Regions from separate parts of the Anser cygnoides genome. Here region 2 is linked to region 1. The links are chromatin contacts, called in public Hi-C maps. All regions are on one chromosome and are shown on one strand. Each heading gives the region's core, a stretch centred on a gene start, on an enhancer-like site or on the middle of the called end of the contact. The rest is flanking DNA. Distances are from core to core; before and after follow the strand shown.

Evidence for each region. A called contact is a pair of places that touch in the nucleus more often than the background predicts.
Region 2: a contact with region 1 is called in a Hi-C map of liver, with 3 times the contacts expected there. The contact joins the promoter of TAPT1 here to the promoter of LOC106035386 in region 1. A contact is called at or near these places in 3 of 7 Hi-C or Micro-C datasets (all in liver).

Annotation. Positions count from the first base shown.
Region 1 is chr4:15,837,373-15,841,988 of Taihu_goose_T2T_genome, reverse strand. It overlaps LOC106035386, which reads right to left and starts at 2,211. Exons shown (of 17, transcript XM_066995830.1): 1 at 2,159-2,211; 2 at 780-914; 3 at 1-85. The coding sequence starts at 2,211. It overlaps FBXL5 (F-box and leucine rich repeat protein 5), which reads left to right and starts at 4,143. Exons shown (of 11, transcript XM_066995667.1): 1 at 4,143-4,301. The coding sequence starts at 4,218.
Region 2 is chr4:16,071,067-16,075,682 of Taihu_goose_T2T_genome, reverse strand. It overlaps TAPT1 (transmembrane anterior posterior transformation 1), which reads left to right and starts at 2,103. Exons shown (of 15, transcript XM_048046954.2): 1 at 2,103-2,416. The coding sequence starts at 2,107. It overlaps LOC136790644 (a long non-coding RNA gene), which reads right to left and starts at 26. Exons shown (of 3, transcript XR_010830970.1): 1 at 1-26.

The DNA.
Region 1 (4,616 bases), core at 962-3,461:
GTCATAACACCTTCCAATGAAAATGCTTTCCAAGTTTTGTGTCGTACCTTCACCTTTCCATTTCCTTCCTCGCACTTCTGAAAAGCTGTTCATACACAGAATAGAGACTAGTAAGAGAGACAAAAAAAGGCTCTTCATCGTGAATTCTTGACAACACGAGTTCTTAAAAAAATAAATTAAAAAAATAAAAAGGAGAGTTAAATGATACAAGTTCAATGGAAACCAGGAGGCTTAACATTTAATGTCTTCAATAGTGGCTGTAGTTCTCTACACAAATGACAAAGTTGGGCAGAAATCTGAACCTTGTCGGAGAATGTAATCGTACTGTTTCCTGCAATGAATGTAGCAACGGGATACATCACTTCCTTATATCTAAATGTTCTCTACTTCAGAAAAAAAACAACTTTTAAGGTTATGATGTTGCCACCTGGTGGTAACTGGGGAGAATTAAATTATATTTCAGTATTCAGGATACATTTACCACATTTAGTATTTACAAATTAAGTATTTACAGTGCCTTAGGTTTGCTTTATTGCCATGCTTCAGCTTCCTAAAACACCACAAGTGCTTGCAATTTCATTTATTTCTAAGAAAGGTCTACACTTTTTGCATGGATTTCCGTAAAGGCGGAAAATAAATGTTGAAATACATATCAAGAACAAAGAAATTGAAATACATAGATGCTGATCTCGTAAGAACCCAAATTCCAATGTTAACTTGTGTCACACATATGGGTAACATTAGTCAGCTCTTTTTCTCCTTCTGCCCAGGGTACTTACAGCAATTTGTTTAATGTGATAATAGTTGTTTTCGAGGCTTCCTTATGAACAAAAATGTCTTGCAGGAACAAATATGTCAGCCAGGAAGGATTAAGACACTTCCTGTGCCCTGAAGAAATATCTTCAACTTCCGTTTACTTTTATTCTGCCTCCCATTTCTTCTTGCACAAGTACTGTGTTAGAACATCAAGTGGTATAAATGAAAGCACTTTTCATTGTAAATATCCTGTGGTATACACTGCTGTAAATACAGCCAAATACTTTTCCCTCTCTTTAGAACAATTATTAATTTTTTTTAACTTGAGAGTATTTTTTGTACAGACTCACGTTTCTGAAAAACATCCCCGTTCTTTTTCTGTTGAGCAGTCTCCATGCCTCAGTGAATACACACACCTTTATTATTTCTGTATTTATTTATATAGTGCTATAGATATATGCTAGTTATATGTTGATGCACCAGTTCTCACTTAACGCATATTGCTGAAGGCAAAATCTTTCTAATCTTTGAGTAAATTGCTGATGATGGATTTCTCCTGCAAATGTGATAGAAAGATAACAAGTTCACTTGTTATCTGCAGCAGGTTCTTTAGGAAAGCAAGACTTGCCCAGAAATAGATGTGCAATGTTGGGCTTGGTATGGTGGAGACACACCAAATGCTGTACTTTACTCCGGTTACTGCTTCAGTGCTTTTCCTCCCTATTTCCCTTCATAACCTCTCTGAAACATGGCCATACTGATGGGGCATGTTAGTCACATGGTTTAAAGTCTACTGTTTTGGATTCAGGATTAGAGAGAACAACCATCCATGGAAGTCAAGGAAAGTTTTTTTTTTTTTTTTTTTTTTTTTTTTTTACCATTGACTTCACTGCAGACAAGTTTTGCCCAATAATTTCAGAAGAGATACCAGAGGCATCACTGATGGGAACTTCTACATAGAAACAAGTAGAAATTTTCACTAATTTTTCATCAAGACTAAAATTTCTGTTTAGAAACACACAGGTTAACTTGAAAAGATAGATACAGAGTTTTAGAATGGCTCTTCTGCAAGGACACACCAGGTTAGGGCTCAACAACTTCCCAAAGAAAATGTAGGGGCTGCTCGGTGGTGTTCTGCAAAAAGGACATGAACTGTCATAACGTGCCGGAGGGAATGGAAGCGGGTTCAGTAATTGCTGGGATCCCCACCTCATCCCTGTCAAGCTTCCTTTCTTCACTGGCCACTTGGAGAAATACAACATCGAGCCAGATGGACTTCTGATGTGACTCAGCACAGCCATTTCTAATTTGTTAGCTTTGATTTAAATACTTCATGTGATGGCTGACCTAACACACCTCCAGGGAAATTTTTCCCACAGTTAGATAGCCTTAAGAGTCATACCTTAGCTCTGGCCTGAACTTGTTTACCTTTAGCTTCCAGTCACTGGATCTCATGATGTCTTTTTCTGTTATGTTAATGAAGAATCTAACCTCAGAAATCTTCTCTCCATGTAAAGTCTTGTAGAAAATGACCAAGTCTCCCCTTAAGGTAGTCCATGAAAAATACAAATTTTTAATCTTGCCTCCCACGCTCTGGCAGATCACACTGGATGCAGATCACTGTCCCCTGCTCTCTGTCCCTCTCTCCTAGAAGAGAAGTCTGCCCATGAACCGGAGTCAGCAAAATTTACAGCACATCTGCCTTGGAGATAGTCTAGTTCACAAACCAAATATTAACTCAAACTACCATGAAATTCAGCAAATATTTATGTTCTGAATCCCTGGAAGATGAGGAATAGACACGTTCTCTCTTGTTATTTCTGCCACATGGGAGTGGTAGCTTCCAGCGGAAGGGAGGCAAACGGGGGAGCGTTAATCCCCTACTATTACTCAGGCATTAACTCCTGGCAGAATAACCCCAATTCTGTGTGATTTCCTGTTTTAGGCTTTGAAATATGACCTTGAAACTGCCCATATTGCAAGCTCCTCTAAGCAACAGAGTTCACCAGCCTCTGTTTCTTGAGGGTTTGCATCTTTGGTTCATAAATTCTACCTACAGCAGTAACCCAAGTCTCCCCGCTTCCTCGTGTGCTGTGACACCCTTTGCAAGAAACACATGCACTGCCTCCAAAACCAGAGTTGTGTTTACTAGCCGAGAAGGAAATGCAACCATCTGCTGGCTGGCCAGCTGTACAATACCTCTGTTTTGCCTTGCTTTCTTTCTCTTGTGTAACTGCTATTTTTTTTTTTCCCCAGAGTTGCACAAATTTAATCTTCCAAGATTTGTGCACCTTTGTCAAATATGACTAAGTAGGTCAACATGCTCAAAAGTTCTTGGAAGCGGAAAGGATGAATGGAAAAGGAAACACCCAGTGCTGCAATTGCTTAAGCATCATTTCCGTAGATAAAGAGATAAAAGGATTATGTGTGCTGTGTGATCTAGATAATCCTCAACACGTGATCTCTCCTCATTATCTATTAATTTTACCAAGGATTTCACATTTTATTCCCGAGCATTAGCACAGTGAGGAGTACTGGGCTAAGACGTATGTGTGCCTTTGCTCAAAGTATTTCAATTTGTTTACAAGTAGTTGCTTAGATTTTTAACCTGGCCAGCTTTTAGTCTATCAAACATACGCCACTGACTTTGCATGGAGGAGTTTTCAGCCAGGAAGTTGTGCTGCATGCACTGTACGGTTGAAAATGCAATTTGGGGACGTTGGTTACGTACTGGCAGGTCGTTCGGCAGTTACGAACGCCTTTTGCCAGATTAATTTGTAATCTCAATTCTGCTGAGCATTCCTGCTTCTTTTGTTTCGATAGGAGTGGGTGAGCACCCAAGGGCGGCGTTCCTGCTCCTTTTGTCTCAGACACGAAGCAAGGAGAAGCAAGGACAGCATGGAGGGCTGGGAGCCGCCACCACTGCTGCCAGGGGCTGGGAGAAGATCCCCACAGCAGCCCGGTGGGGGACACGTCCACCTACCCCCCAAACCCCGGTTCCTTTGCAGACACTCCTCCCTTTCCTCACATACAGACATATGGTCACCCCCTCCATTTTGGGGGGGAAGAGAGGGGGGGGCATTTTTATTCATCGCATGTCAACAGAGTGAAATTTCTACTGCTCCCCAGCTTAACACAATGTTCAGAAGGCGCAGTGCCTCCAGCACAGGCACCCCGAGGGTGAGGGACAGCCGTGCTTGGGACCCCCTCCTCAGTTCCCCCCCCCCCTTCTGGGGCCTGGCTGTGCTCCCCGCCTCACACCACCGCGCCACCACCACTGCGCACGCGCGCCGCCCACCCCGAGCAGCGGCGGCGGCGGCGGGGCGGTGGCGGCGGTCACGTGGCACCGGGCCGCTCCCGCCTTTCCCCCCCCCCCCCCTCCCCGCGCATGCGCGTTGCGGGGGGTGTCGCCGCCGCCGCCGTTAGCGCCGCCGGTGCCGGCGGGGCTCTATGGGGAGAACATGGCTCCCTTCCCCGAGGAGGTGGACGTCTTCTCGGCGCCGCACTGGCGGATGAAGCAGCTCGTCGGGCTCTACTGCGACAAGGTAACGGCGGCGGGCGGGCGGGGCCGGCCTCTGCCCCGCTCCCCGGAGGGGTTTTGGAGAGTGCGCAGCTGTCAGCGCGCCCCCTCCCCTCAGCGCCCCCGGCCCCGGGACCCCCCTCCCCTCCCCGCCCCGTCACGGGGGGGGCGTGCGCGCCCTCGGCGGCTCCGGGTGCCCCGGGGAGGGCCGGGGGGTGTTGGTGGAGGTTTGGGGTGGAAAGAGTTTTACCCCGGATTTGTCGCTTTTTATGCGCTTCGTGCTCAGTAGCGCAGGCTGGGGGGTTCCTGTAGGGCGAAGCTGGCTGCTGTGAGGAGCTGG
Region 2 (4,616 bases), core at 854-3,353, 230 kb before region 1:
CTGCTAAAAATTTTTCGCTAAACAACTTTTCCCCTCTGCATTTGTCAGTTCAAAGACTCAAATACCTTGGGGCCGGATTTTGCTACAGTTGCATTTACCTTCTTGAAGTGGCCAACTTGCTAAAATACCACATGTAATAGTTGAAACACACACATCTCTGCACATGTAAAAGAGCACTTCAAAATTGTGACAGGTTACAAAAGGAATGTAAGGCTCAGGAAAAACATATGCAGGGACTCTGTGGGTAGTAATTTGAGAATATCTGCTCATATGCTTTTGAGGTGTCAAAAATACAAGTGAATTCTTGGCTTAAAATTTCTGCAGTCGTACTATTATTGTGCCTTCAGCTGAACTACTTTGAATGAAAAACTGGAATATTTTGTAAACTAATCGAGGTTATCTTGGGTTAACCCAAGATGCAAAAAAAAATGTATGTGCTGTCACAACCAGTGCAAGGCAATTCATTTGATAGCTTCTCAGTGGGCCCGAAGGAAGACACAGCTGGTTGTTAGAGGATGCTTGATGCTGCAAATGCCTTCATTTGGATAAGATTGATAACGAGGTTGTGACAATTTGTTGTCCTTAAAGATCGTGCAATGCATCTTACAGATAGACATAGCTATTGCACACAGCTGGGAGGAGAGAAGCAGTCTCTCAGGGTGTCATGTAACTTTGCATGGACTGCAGCAGCTTTCCTGCTAAGAGGAATTTTTCAAATATTTTTTAGGGACTTCTGCTCCACATCCTATTTTTCAATTGCTTTTTACACCCACAGAGAAAAGAAGGGAGAAGACAAAACTGTTGATGTATTGTAACTATCATTGTTAGTTCTCTGTTTGATGTTATTATACATTTTAAAAAGCTCTCCATGGCCTGAAAACATCAGGACCTTCATTAATCCTACATGATTTTAGGCATCTAGAAGCATTAATGGCAGTGGAAATGGGCACTTTCAGACCATCCAAGGCCTGAAATGCTCTTTGAGACAACTCTTTGTTCAATTAACTTAGAGGTAGAGTTTTAGAAGAAAACTACGCACACTGTGGTCTTCCAAAGAAAGAATAAAGCACTCCTTGTTTTCCCAGGATAAGTGGCTAAATATTAAGCTGAACGAATCTGGCCTCTGAACGCATGATAAGAACACGAGAAGTGAATGTGAAGGAGATCTTGTACTTGAAATTCAGGCCAGGTATTTTGTCCTTGTGCCCATGTGAATTCCTTCTTCAAACAAGTATTCTGCCTTTACCTTGAGCAACCTACTTCTTATATTCATGTTTACTCCTCTATACATTCTAAGCGCTTTGAAACAGGAACAATTATTATTCATTAATAACCCCGCTATGACCACTGCAACTAACCAATGGCATTTTCAGCCTCGGCACTTCCCAAATTGCAAGAGTTTATGCCGCCTTGAGGGCTGGTTTGGGGGCCGGTTGGGTGTGTTGGTGTTTGTGGTCCCACGGAGCATGGCACAGGTGGTCCAGGACCCGGTGGGCTGCCGTGAGCCCTGGGCACACCAGACGACCGCAGCAGCACCATCCTTCACACAGGCTGGCTCACAGACGGCGTCTCCTTCCGGAGGCCTCCTGCACAAAGTGCCGCACAAACACGGACAGCAGGCCGCTGACCTGAAGTGCGAGGTCAGGTCCAACAAGCACATTGAAGTCCCGTTGGCTTTACAGTTAATAATTCACCTCTCACTTTCCTTTTCCAATCACGGCCTTATTTGTGCAGTGCGGCGTAGATTAATAACCTTAAAGCTGCTTTGCACTACTGCCCCTGAGCCCGCGCGACCTTTCCACGCGCGCCCTTTGCACCAACAAGAAGACACGCAAGACCTCTTCCCTCACACAACCATCTTTATTCCCACCCCACGATATAAACAGAACCCGAATACGCCCCGAGGGCCCCAGCTGGGCGGGGGGAGGCTCGGAGAGGAGGGGGAGGCTCGCAGCGGAGGCATCGCCGGGCTGCCGGCGCGCAAGCGGTTAACGGCGGCGGGGCCGCACAAGATGGCGCCGCGCCGGCTTCGCCCCCGTCCCCGCCCCGCGCTCGGCTCTGTAGCGGCGGCCGGGCCGGGCCGCGCGGCGCCGCCGTCGCACGGTGATGAGTCAGCGGCAGGGGCGCGGCGCGGCGCGGGGCTCGGGGGCGGCCAGCGCGGAGCGGGCGGCGAACATGGCCGGCGTTGCCGACGCCGCCGCGCCGGGGAGCGGCGGGGAAGGGCGGCGCGGCGGCGCCCCGGAGCAGCAGCAGCCGCCGCCGCAGCAGCCGCAGCCCCAGCAGCAGGAGGGCTGCCGCGGGGAGCCCAAGACTCTGTGGGGGAGCAGCGAGCCGCAGGCGGCCCCGCAGCAGCGGACGGAGACGCTGGGCTTCTACGAGAGCGACCGGGGCAGGAAGAAGAAGAGGGGGCTCTCGGGTGAGGAGCGGCGGCGGGGAGGGAGGCGGCGGCCCGAGGGGCTGCGGGGAGCGGGGAGGACCCCGGCGGGGCTGTCCCGGCTCCTCTCAGCCCGGCTGAGGGACCGGGTCAGCCTCAGCGGGTGCCCGAGGCGGGGCTGAGGGCGCTGCCGCCGCCGCCGCCTTCGCGAACTTGGGCGAGAGACTTCAAAAAGTGCGCCGGGGTGCGGGGAGCGGCGTTGTTGGCGGCTCCGTGAGGAGAGGAGGGAAAGGAAGGGCAGGGAACGGGGCTCGGCTGGCGGCTGAGGCCCTTCTGCCCCCTTTGCTTTGCTCTCAGCCGCCCAGCTCGGCCCCATCGGTGAAGCGAAGCTCCTACACTCGCCCCGTCCACCCTCATCTCTTCAGACGAGCGTGTTCATAAAGGGCGATGAGAGCACTGAAGTTTCACCTAGCGCGTTAACCGATCGGTGTCCGGACGCTTTTTTTAAGTTATAAGGGTGTCTGTAACGGGAAAGCTTCGCGCTGATGTTAAAAATGGGGTTGTTAAACCTGCAGCCTGCTGAGGACTGGCTCCGGAGAGCCACAGGGGCAGAGCAGTTCTGTGTCCTCAGCTCCGCTCCTCGGGTCTGGGGCACACAACTTGGCTTTCTTCCTGAGGCACGAAACACGCTTCATCGTTAAACATTGCTTGTTAGGTACACGTAATTATCAACATAATAGTCTTTTCCTCTACTACTGAAAGTAGCTGTGTTATTAGAGCCTTGAAATCCTATGCGGAGTGTTAGAAGAGTTTCTCACTGACTGTGTTTTCCTACCTAATGATTTCACAGGGAAAAATAATAAGAGAAAGTAGATTGACAGTAACGGCCTTTACACAGTTTTATTTACATTTATACTTGAACTGATTATTTTAGGTATCCATCAAGTAACTTCTGAAATTTAGCCCAGCCTCGTTCATAAAAAGTAAAAATTGTCATCTAAATGACATGGTTGACATCTACACCATAGATAAATGACATCTAAATGACATGGCCAAGTTGATTTGATGTTGGTAAACTTCCAACCAACTATTTTAGCACCTTATACTTAATAGAGTGGTTAGCTGGAAATGTGAAGAGTGCTCAAGAAGTGTTCAGATTTCCAAGCTGTCTGCCTCACCGTTGGCTGGAACGTGACACAACAGGTCATATCAAATAGAAAAGAGGAAAAAATAGTGATCGGAAATTAGCTTAAATCATATAGCAACGACTGAATGGTTTCCTTCTAAGCTTGACAGGTGTTATGTCTGTTTCTGGTGTATTATGTCATAGTATCATTGATCGCGCTGTTTTGGTGGTGAAACTGCTGCAGTTCCCGTAGTTGTAAGGAGCTGGCTTGGTTACAGTACTGTGACTTGGTTTGTGGTGGGGAAAATACGGTCAAGATGGGCAGTGATGTTCCTGAAAGACAGATGAACAGAACTTTTTTTAAAGCAAACAAATCGGTATGCAGGGGGGGAAAAATACTAATAATCTTCCAGCAATTGATCTTAATTTAAAAAAAAAATATTTAAAAGTCATTGGTGTACTCTGATTCTTCGAGAAAACATTACAGGAACAGGCTTTTGATATAGCAACTAAAAATTCTAATTCATCGTTGCTGGTAGCATTATGCTTTATAGTACACAGAAGTAGATTTTCTTTCAAGATGGTACAGTAGGGCAAGTACTGTACAGAGGAGTTATCTGGAGGGGAAGGAAATAACTAGATCAAAAATATAGGTATTGTGCTACTTTTGCCTGGAACTGTTAGCACTAAGGATTAATGTTCTGATTGTTTCTCAACAGAAAATTTGTGAGGCACGGTGGATTGTACATTTGCACAAGTTTTCCTCTCCGTTTCTGGTTAATGGTTATCCCTTGTGTCGCTATGCATTGAAGTATAACTTTGGTAAATCATTATCTTTTTATCTTGAAAAAATAACTGTGGCCTTTTACGTTTTGAAGATGCTTGTGCTTTTCTGTACCGACGTGGGGAGATGAATGAGAATACTTAAAGCATTTAGACTATGCCATCTGAACAATTTAAACTTAGGCCAAAACTTTTTGACTGCAGAGGAGGGAAATTTAAATAAATTAGAAGTAGGAATTAAAGCATTTTCTTCAATTTAACAGAAAACGATGCTTTCATAGCAGAATTAAGCCCCTTTTCAGGTGATTTATTGCTCTGTCCTGCCTTGGTGTC